Linked DNA regions of Cyprinus carpio: region 1 is linked to region 2. A link is a contact called in public Hi-C data. All regions are on one chromosome and are shown on one strand. Each heading gives the region's core, a stretch centred on a gene start, on an enhancer-like site or on the middle of the called end of the contact. The rest is flanking DNA. Distances are from core to core; before and after follow the strand shown.

Region 1 (4,750 bases), core at 1,600-4,099, 190 kb before region 2:
TTTTTTTCTTTAAAATCCATGATCCTAAATATGCTACTTTTTTGATATTATTTATTTATTCATTAACTGAATGGCCATTAGTACAAATCCTCAACAAAGACTATGAGAACCAGATAAATCCTCTGCACAAACGCTGTGACCAGCTTCAGCCCCACCAAACACTGACATGATGTATCCCAGTCATCAAGGAAAAGGAACTGGATATTTTAAATAATACCAATCCACAATGTGACTTGTGTTGCAGCCAGGAATTAGACCATGCTAACCATGCTTCTCCCAAAGTCACCATGCTCCCCCCATTTCTGTCACCAAAGGAGTTTGGGTTCTTTGCCACTTTGAACACTAAATATATGGCAATATTATCAACTGGATGGCACAGACACTACTGGGTAAATTACTGAACTGTATGATGTCATCACTGCTTTATACAGAGTTTCTTCAAATAAACTGAACTCATTCTATAATTGATGAACTTTATTAAACTGAACTAAATCAACAACAAACTGACTTTAACTGAAAAATGTTTATTTTTAGAGCAGCATTACAGCAGAATTTTGTTTGCAAACATTATTTCCCTGTTTAAGTGACATGACATTTTTTTTTAGTGACGTGACATACAGCCAAGTATGGTGACCCATACTTGGAATTCGTGCTCTGCACTGAACCCATCCAAAGTACACACACACAGCAGTGAACACACACACGGAGCAGTGGGCAGCCATTTATGCTGCGGCGCCTGGGGAGCAGTTGGGGGGTTCGGTACCTTGCTCAAGGGCATGTCAGTCGTGATATTGAAGGTGGAAGAGAGAGTTGTACATTCACTCCCCCCACCTACAATTCTTGCCGGCTCGAGACTCAAACCCGCAACCTTTGGGTTACGAGTTCAACTCTCTAACCATTAGGCCACGACTTCCCCAAAAACAATGTAAAGCTGCACTGACACAATTGTATAAAGCACTATATACATAAAGGTGGCTTTTTATTTATTTATTCATTCATTTATTCATTCATTCATTATGCAAATTAATAAATTATAAGTATATTTTACTGAAATGTATTTATTTCAGTAGGAAGTAAGTTGATCATTATAGTAGTTGGCAGCAGAGGGCGCCACATACCAATGTATTATATAAACCCCACTTCCTCAAATCTTGCCCTGGAGGTCTAATGCGCTACAGAGTTTAGCTCCAACCCTGATCAAAGTCACCTGCCTGTGATTTTCTAATGATCCCAAAGACATTGATTGGCACTGATTAGCATGCTCAGGTGTGTTTGATTAGGGTTAGAGCTAAACTCTGCAGGAAAGTGGATCTCGAGGTCCAGATTTGAGGATCCCTGATATAAACCGTCTCATTGTAGGGACCTTGAAATCCTACTGGGGTGCAATAGCCTTCTTTTAATTCTATTTCACAGATCTTTGGATACAACACAATACCAAACTATAACTCTTATATCATATTTCATTACACTGATGTTAGAAGTGAAACCGTCTGTCATTTTTTCCCTAAATGATCATGTGACTCAGTGGTTTCTGAAAGCACTTTTTAAGGACTACTTGCACCATGTATAAATCAGTTTGAATGTAGAAACCCTAGAAATCACCAGTCTTAAATTTCATTTCTATTCTTTGTTCTATTTATCTTCATAATCGATAAACCCAGCAGTTTCCCATTACTGAGTTTATTTCAGTCATTTAATTTTTTCGAAACAAATTTCACTCATATACTGTTGTCTGATGCATTGGTTTTGAAATTTTTGTCTAGAAGGACACACACTGTCTGATCCAATACTGGATTATAGCCTATTACTGTTAAAATATAACCTCATAATTTAAATCATTTTGTAACATCCCAGCATGTATACTGAGGCCCCCTAGTGGATCCAGGGCTCCTGGTTCAAGAACACTGCTCTGGATGACTTTGACTTACATTTGTGATATGCTGAGGTAGTATTTGTTGATGGTTACATTTCTTGATTGTTATGTTGCAACAACATTATCCATAGCCAATATGTAGTCTGCATCCTTATAAACTTATTGGTTTCCACAAGCATGGTTTCTACAGCCCATGTTGTCACTACGTGTTTATAATATATATATATATATATATAAACACTTATATATATATATATATATATATATATATATATATATACTTTTGTCAAAGTCTTACAAATTCTATAAACACTTTCTAGCACACAAAAGATATGACAAATTTTAGCACTCAAAAATGAAAATGAAGAAATAAAGGAAATTAAAAATACAAAGAATTACAATAAATAAAGAAGAAGATATATAAGTTCACATCAAGGTGTTTGGTGCTTTGCTTTGGTTTCCTCAGTAACAATGTTTTATTTATTTTTAAAATAACAAAAAGGTGGTTTCCTCCAACCTATTTAGCTTTTATTTGTTGTTGTTTTTTTGTTTGTTTGTTTGTTTATTGATTTTTTTACAGAATAATTTATAAGAAATTATATGATTTTGTTGCATCCTTGTTAACGTAAAAACACATCCTTTAAAAAAATGTGAGCTGTCACTGCTCGACTATAAACGATCCTTCACTCCAATGACGTCAAATCCCCGCCCATCATAGACTTCTGCCAACATATGTGCTTCCGCGAGAAAATAGTCCCACGTTTATCGAATTCAGAAATAAATTAAAAATGTCTTCTACATCAATAAAGACTAATAGTGGTTTCCGAGGCGTCGTTGTGTTTTTATTTCTCATGTGTGAGCCTAGCGAGGGGGATTTAATTCGCAAACAACAATGTTTTCGTTTGGCGGGAAACGTTGGTGCGCAGTCATACGTCAATGCTGCTGCTCGCGGGAGCTACAGAATTTATTCACCCTGCCTCTGTCACACAGACTATCAGTCTGTTCAGCATCTGAGAGGTACATAGGAGCGGAGCGTTGATTACATTTTCCATCACTTTCCATTTGACCAGGACTCTGATTCCACTTATGTTGCAAGAGACCGGAGTAAACTGTTGGATCTTACTTTTTGCTCCTGATTTTTTGTTCTCTTTTCACTGCATCGCGTCTCGAGAGAAATCATTCTGAAACTGCATTTGTTAAATAACTTACACGGTAAGGATCAGACATTTGATGTTGCATGCATCTTTTAGACTTAAAGTGCAACTTGCGTGTTATGAGTGCAAATGTATTTATATTTTTAAAAGGAGATTGAATGTTGCACGCTCAAAGAATACACTAAAAGCAAGGCTGCTTTTAAATGTTTTGATAGTAACCCCGCTTTTGGGTTTAATCGTTCCGTGTTCACACATGCTGTCACTGAGTTCTATTATTTAGCTAGTTTTCCCACCCCCATGCATGCGATGCATAGTTTAAATATGTGCATTAGGTAAAGCGTTTTGTTGTGATATGTAGTTAGACGTTGCATATGCAATGTAGTAATTCCAATTTGTATTTTTTTCACAAGTGTCAAAATGCCGGTGAGTTCGAGTTTGGCGTATAAAAACTACGATTACGACTATGACTCCATCCAGCCCTATTTCTACTTCGACAACGACGATGAGGATTTCTATCACCATCAGCAAGGACAGACTCAACCTCCAGCTCCCAGCGAGGACATTTGGAAGAAATTCGAGCTGCTGCCCACACCGCCCCTCTCTCCCAGCCGGAGACAGTCGCTCTCCACCGCCGAACAGCTGGAGATGGTCAGCGAGTTCCTGGGAGACGACGTGGTCAACCAGAGCTTCATCTGCGATGCGGACTACTCCCAGTCCTTCATCAAGTCCATCATAATTCAGGACTGCATGTGGAGCGGCTTTTCCGCTGCTGCCAAGTTGGAGAAAGTGGTTTCTGAGAGACTAGCGTCCCTGCACGCTGCTAGGAAGGAACTGATCTCTGACAGCAGCTCAAATCGACTCAATGCAAGTTATTTGCAGGATCTGAGCACCTCTGCATCAGAATGCATTGACCCCTCCGTGGTCTTTCCATATCCCCTCACAGAGTCCAGCAAATCCAGCAAGGTTGCTCCATCAGAACCAATGCTTGTCCTGGACACTCCACCTAACAGCTCCAGCAGCAGTGGCAGTGATTCTGGTATGTTATGCATTATTTTTGTCATTTCTGACATGCAGAATCTTGATGTAGCTGGTTACTGCATGTGCAATAGCTTGCATTTTTTAAGTGATCTTTACATGTCACTGGTGAGGTGGTGTGCCGGTCACGGGACTTTATCCTCATACCCTTGATATAGTGATCGGTGTAAGTGGTAGTTGCATAAGATCCCTCCACCTCCCCTTTGCTATACCCAAGTCAGATCTGTAGAAAAGACTGCAATGTTCAAATATCAGCTGATGAGTAAAGTGGGCTGGGGCTGGAATGCAGAGATTCCCCCCACCTCACCCTTTGTGGAAAGCCAATTGCCAAATTCCATTCAATTCCCATTGCGCTGTAATATGAGGTTTCTAAATGAATTGATGTTTTGTTTGTTATTAATTTTCTTTTTGTAATTTAATTGCAGAAGACGAAGAAGAAGAAGAGGAGGAGGAGGAGGAGGAGGAGGAAGAAGAAGAAGAGGAAGAAGAAGAGGAAGAAATTGATGTGGTGACCGTGGAAAAGCGTCAGAAAAGGAACGAGGCAGAGGTGTCCGATTCAAAGTACCCCAGTCCCCTGGTGTTGAAGCGCTGTCATGTCTCCACCCACCAGCACAACTACGCCGCCCACCCCTCCACGCGGCATGACCAGCCGGCTGTCAAGAGGCTACGACTCGAGAGCAGCAGCAGC
Region 2 (5,383 bases), core at 965-3,464:
CAATCAGGTACAGGGACCGTACATGAAAGTTGCTGACGGTAAACCAATGATCAAAAGCACTCTAACCCATAATGACAGAAGCAAGTCTCGCTCAAGCCAGCGTACTCTAACTGATGCAGACATTCACACTTTACAAAAGAGACATGGACACATGGTGAGGGGCAGTGACAGGTTAAAGCCACGCTGAGGATCATGTGGAGGTCAATGCTTAGCAAAGCTCAGGATTAGAGTTCAAGGTCAGTGGCGTGAATCGATTACCAAGCTCACAAAACAACTGCTGAAGTAGTGCAAAATAAAAAAAAATTGCTTCGGCTTGCTTGCAAAGGTGGCATTTGGTCCAAGTTTTTAGGTGTTCAAGAGGGAGTTACAGACTGTGTTTACTTTATGGACAATCAAAAACAACAAAACTACAAAAAAAAGCCCAGAGAAATCTGAAGCACCACGAAATTCTGTTTAATAAATTCAAAAGTCAAAAAAAAAAAAAAAATGCATTTCAATATTTTACAATATCACTGTTTTTACTGTATATTGATCTAATAAATGCAGCCATAGTAAGCATAAGAGAGGCCTTTCAAAATCATAAAAAAGCTTACTGACCTTAAGCTTTTGAACCTAGCAATGACCCACAATACCCTTCTATCCCTAGCAATGATTAAGTGAAAAACACTCAGAATACTTTAACAACCACAAATCAACATATTGTCAACGTTCTATTCGTACAAAAGAATGGATGGACGGACTGACAGACAGATAGTATAATAATGCTTTTTGCACTAGATTTACGGTTACTAGATTTATACTGATCTACTGTTGGAAAGTTACTTAGAATAAATGTGACCTGAATCCAAGTCATGCCAATGATGTACTGCTGCCAAGTGCGCCAACCCTAAATCCCACCCAGACCTCCCTCCAACCATTAGGGGGTCATTCCAAGGACGGCCATCTCAAAAATCCAATTTGACATGATCATATTTCTTAAAAAAAATACAAAAATGAAAGCTACCTGTGATACAAAACATTTATTATCATAAGGTTCAATGTCTTTTGCATTTATGTCATTATTATAGGAACAAACGTGATTGAGGTGTATGAATTAGGAACTAATAAGATCCCTTTATAAAAATGAAAAGAAAACAGTGAAAAGTGGAGAACATTTATCAAGGTCCTAATATCTCCTCATGACAACAACAAGCTATGTGGGCCAAACTGAGACAAGAGTAAAGATTATATTAAGAACAGTGCATTTGCCTCTCAGCTTCATTCACAGCAGTCCCAAAGGGTCCCTGTACGAGCTCTTTCCGACAGAGACAGACTCTGACCTGGTTGTGTTCTTTTCGAAGCCTCCTACTGGGAGATTGCGTGCTGGAGGAGAGGAGCTACGATGGGATTCTGGAGAAGGAGGGGGCAGAGGGGGGCTCATCTAAGCCCGCTGGGCACTTACGATTCACTACTGCATTGTGATTGGCTGCACGCAAGTTCTTTTGCACTCCACTGTATCCATGGAGTTGAAAAAACCTGGTTATACCAAAAACACACTGACAGCCAATCAGAAAGCGAATGGCGAGGCGGAGGGGAGGATGAGGGCACTGGAGCAGTAGTCCGACTTAAGAGCTTGTGTATGAATATATGAATAGCGATGAGGTAATGCACCAAAAATGCACAACTAGTGCAACAGCGACACGCTAATTAATCACGGAATTCTGCAAATAACTGACATTCCAGTCTTAGGATGCATAAATACATATGATCAATTGTATAAATTAACATGTTCAAATACTATTTATAATTATTATACTATTATATAGAATAATTGTTTGTAATATATTATATTGTGGAATAATATATGTGTAAATAATTGTATACAAATGATGATAATTTTATGTAATATAGAATGAATGTCATGAGAAGAATGAATGAATATTTTATATGGATTTAAAATAATTGCAGAATGAATTAGTATGTATATCTATCTATCTATCTATCTATATAATATATATAATATTATATACATATATATATATATATATATATATATATATATAAGGAATAGATATAACAACGCAACCCATAACTATCTGGATGTAAGGCATGCTGGAATTCTGCAGGAGCACTGCAGCATGGGAATCCACGTGTTTTGCTATACTACACTACTGCTGTGGCACCATAGGAAAAAAAACAACAACCTCTCCCCTCCCTGATTCCCTCCGTCACGTGGGCACAGCCGTGGAGTGGCTAACCAGCTGCCTCTGGCATTGAGGGGGAGGGGAGCGAGTGAATTAGTGTGTATTTTCATGTGCACGCTTATTTGAGTGAGTGGATGCAATAATCCAGTTACACATGTGGTGAAGTATGTGCGGAATTAAAGCTAATGTGAGAATATTGCCAGAAGAGCAACACTTAACATAGCAGCCTTGTCTAAAATCTAATTTACAGAGGCTTAGCCAATGATTTATACAATTCAGCCTTTACAATGCACATTTATTAACTATCATTTTCCAAATGCCAAGGGTGTGCCTGTGATATCTGTTAATGTATACAGAAGAATAATGTGTGTGTGCATGTGATACATCATGCAGTGTCACTCTTACGCAGCATCACTTACATCCTTGTCTGCAGTTTTAACTTGACCTAAATTTCCCGGGGCGTGCCGCCACATCGCATTAGCCAACTATAGTAGCTGTGTTCTGATTTCACCCCAGCCCTTTGAAACCCACCAAAATGAACAGAATATGGGGATGCAGATGCCCTTTATGCACCCCCAAAACTGGCATGACCTGCTCGACCAAATGCAAATGAGTGTTAAATGCGTTAAATAAAACGAAGGAATCAGAAGGGTGATAAAAGAGAGAAGAGGAAGCGTGCGTTTGTTTGTGATTTGTAGCTCCGCCCACACTGGCCACACTGGAGTAAACAGCCGGTTTAATGCCCCCTTCAAACATGTTGTGGCTAAAATCAAAACAAATTGCTGGATAAGCCAGTGAGGTTGCAGCGCATTTGTGGGATGTCAGCTATTGGTGCGTCCGGGTTGAGTCTAACTGCAACAAACAACTCTGTCAAATGACAACCGCAACATTTGTAGCTTTGAAGTCATCTGCACTGACAAACAGTGGCACGCAAACAGCACAGTGTTACTGGTGATCACTTACAATTGTTATCATTTAAAACATTTGCATAAGTCTCAAGTCGGTGGTGGTGTATGGTGATAACCGGAGAGGTTCAGAGAAGGATTTTTGGTTAATCTCTCATACAATAAGACCTCTTAGGCAGCACTGTACCTCTCACGATCAAAGCCAGAAACCATGGCAACCGAATATCATAAGCCAAAACAGGGTACCTCATCTGAAAATGTTGGGTTAAGGAATTTTAAGCCACCCTGTTCCAAATGTTGAAAGACTGTTTAATTGATGTCACTTCCATTTCTGAAACTGCTTTGATTAAGACAATCTTTCAAAAGTTATTTTCTGTAAAGTCAAGCATCAAATGAGTTACACCAAAAGAAAGAAAACAGAGACAGAACTTGATGCATTCCGCCTCGTAACACCCATGTCTGCTTTGGAAAACAACAGAATTGGAAAGAATTCATGTCACTTGGTGTCCTTCTTTCCCTGTCAAGGTCTTTAAGATCTGAGAATGTCATTTGGTACAAGACAAGCACAGGAAGTTTGGTCTCTGCATACAGACATTTTCAACATCTCTTGACATTACTTGACATTTAAAAAAAGAGCCAATGCTCGTTGCGGTTTCTTTCATTTTCTTAATTCAGAGTAAGTTTGTGGCAGTCAGGAGAGCTGTTAATGGTGAGTATGAGGGGTGGGGCACTGTCAAACTGAGATGGGATTTTTGGGGGTATGCATGGCACAAGGTGGATTTGTGCTTGTGTTTCTTTTTTAGGCACAGAGCTCCCTCTGCTGACAGCATGGAAGGTGTGTGCAGAGGGCCACTCCCTATTCTCTGGGTTAAAAAATGCACTCAAAAATCAATAAAAACTAAATAAAATAAAATAAAATAAAATAATAAAATAATAAAATAAAAAGGCCCCAGAATCCATGTGATCCTAAAAAGGACAAATGGTTTGGAAAATGTAAAGAAAAATTAAAAAAAAATATATATATATATATATAAATTGATGTATAAAAACATTTTTTAATATTTAATTTAATTAAATTTAAATTTTAAATTTTAATTTAATTTTAATACTTGCAATCTGAGATAGGCTCCAGCATCCTTGTCACCCTACAAACGCCAAGCAGTTGTGAAAACGGATGATAGAAAAAAAAACATAAAATAAAATAAAAAGCATTTCAGAAATGAAATATACTGTATATAGCAATTAATATTTTACATCCAGAAAATATCCAAAATCCCTATTATTGGAGAAACATAAATGCCATAGTGAGGTTAAAAACAGGTAAAGTAAAAAAAAAAAAGATTTAATTTTTTTTTTTTTCATTTTAAATATTACCCATGGGGAAATGAGTGGGTACATTGAGATCAGTAATAATGTATTAAGATCAACAAAGTAAGCTGTTTACCAGCACTGTTTTCACTACAGAGACTGAAGGATGGCTTTATAAAACTTTGTAAAAGACAGGTCGATGGAGAATGGTTTTGACATTTATACAGCAGAGGAATGACTCGTCTGTAAAATGCCTGTGGTATGCATGGGTGGGTGGTGAGTGCAGTGTATACATGACACACAGTAAATGAAAGGGGAGCTAACCCAATGAATATTTAACTAATCCTTCCACTCCCTTCAGCTGCATCAACATGTCTCTTAGAGCAGGCACTGACTGACTCACAAAACACACTGCCATCCGTCTCATGCTTAAAAGATATCTCAGATCTCTAGACAGTGGCTGTCTGCTCTCTCAACACCAATTTACCTTGTGTCCTCATGTCTTAAAAGGCCAATTGTAGCTAAAGATCCATGAAAAAGTAAAACACAAGTCCATCCACATTCAAACTGTAATATGTATATTTAGCTTTGATGTCATTTAGTTATCTGCTACATGGTAATTTATTAATTGGGGGGAAAATAACAATTATTTATTTATATTTATTCTCATCATAAATTTAGGTGCCTTCCCCTGAATCACCATATTTCTCGCATCTGACATAAGAACTAATGCCTTCAAGATCCTCAGACCAGCAACATCCATACAGTGATTCAGATCTGATTCAGTCCAGTCTATCTATCAGACAATATTTGTTCAGAAATGAACGTATACCATCATGAAACGCATTCACAACTTTGACAATGATAATAACTTTGCAAATGGTGCCACCTGCTGTACAAAATAAGCAATCACTTTAATACGACTCAACATCACCAAAGTATAATACACAAAATATGCATTACATCAACCAATACTGATAAAAATAA

The links. Hi-C and Micro-C count contacts between places; a contact is called where the count stands out from the background.
Region 1: a Hi-C map of red blood cells shows a contact between it and region 2, with 5 times the contacts expected there. The contact joins the promoter of myca here to the enhancer-like site in region 2. A contact is called at or near these places in 5 of 8 Hi-C or Micro-C datasets (liver, red blood cells and skeletal muscle).

What each region holds. Positions count from the first base shown.
Region 1 is chrB24:8,898,570-8,903,319 of ASM1834038v1, reverse strand. myca (transcriptional regulator Myc-2) reads left to right here and starts at 2,849. Exons shown (of 3, transcript XM_042752023.1): 1 at 2,849-3,085; 2 at 3,438-4,063; 3 at 4,497-4,750. The coding sequence starts at 3,445.
Region 2 is chrB24:8,703,527-8,708,909 of ASM1834038v1, reverse strand. The region is part of intron 2 of LOC109094102 (CYFIP-related Rac1 interactor B); the gene reads right to left. Among protein-coding and RNA genes, the nearest start is that of LOC122142196, 21 kb to the right of the region's middle. Within about 2 kb of position 2,214, at least 1 of the 8 cell types and tissues checked has an H3K27ac peak or open chromatin away from gene starts, as enhancers often do.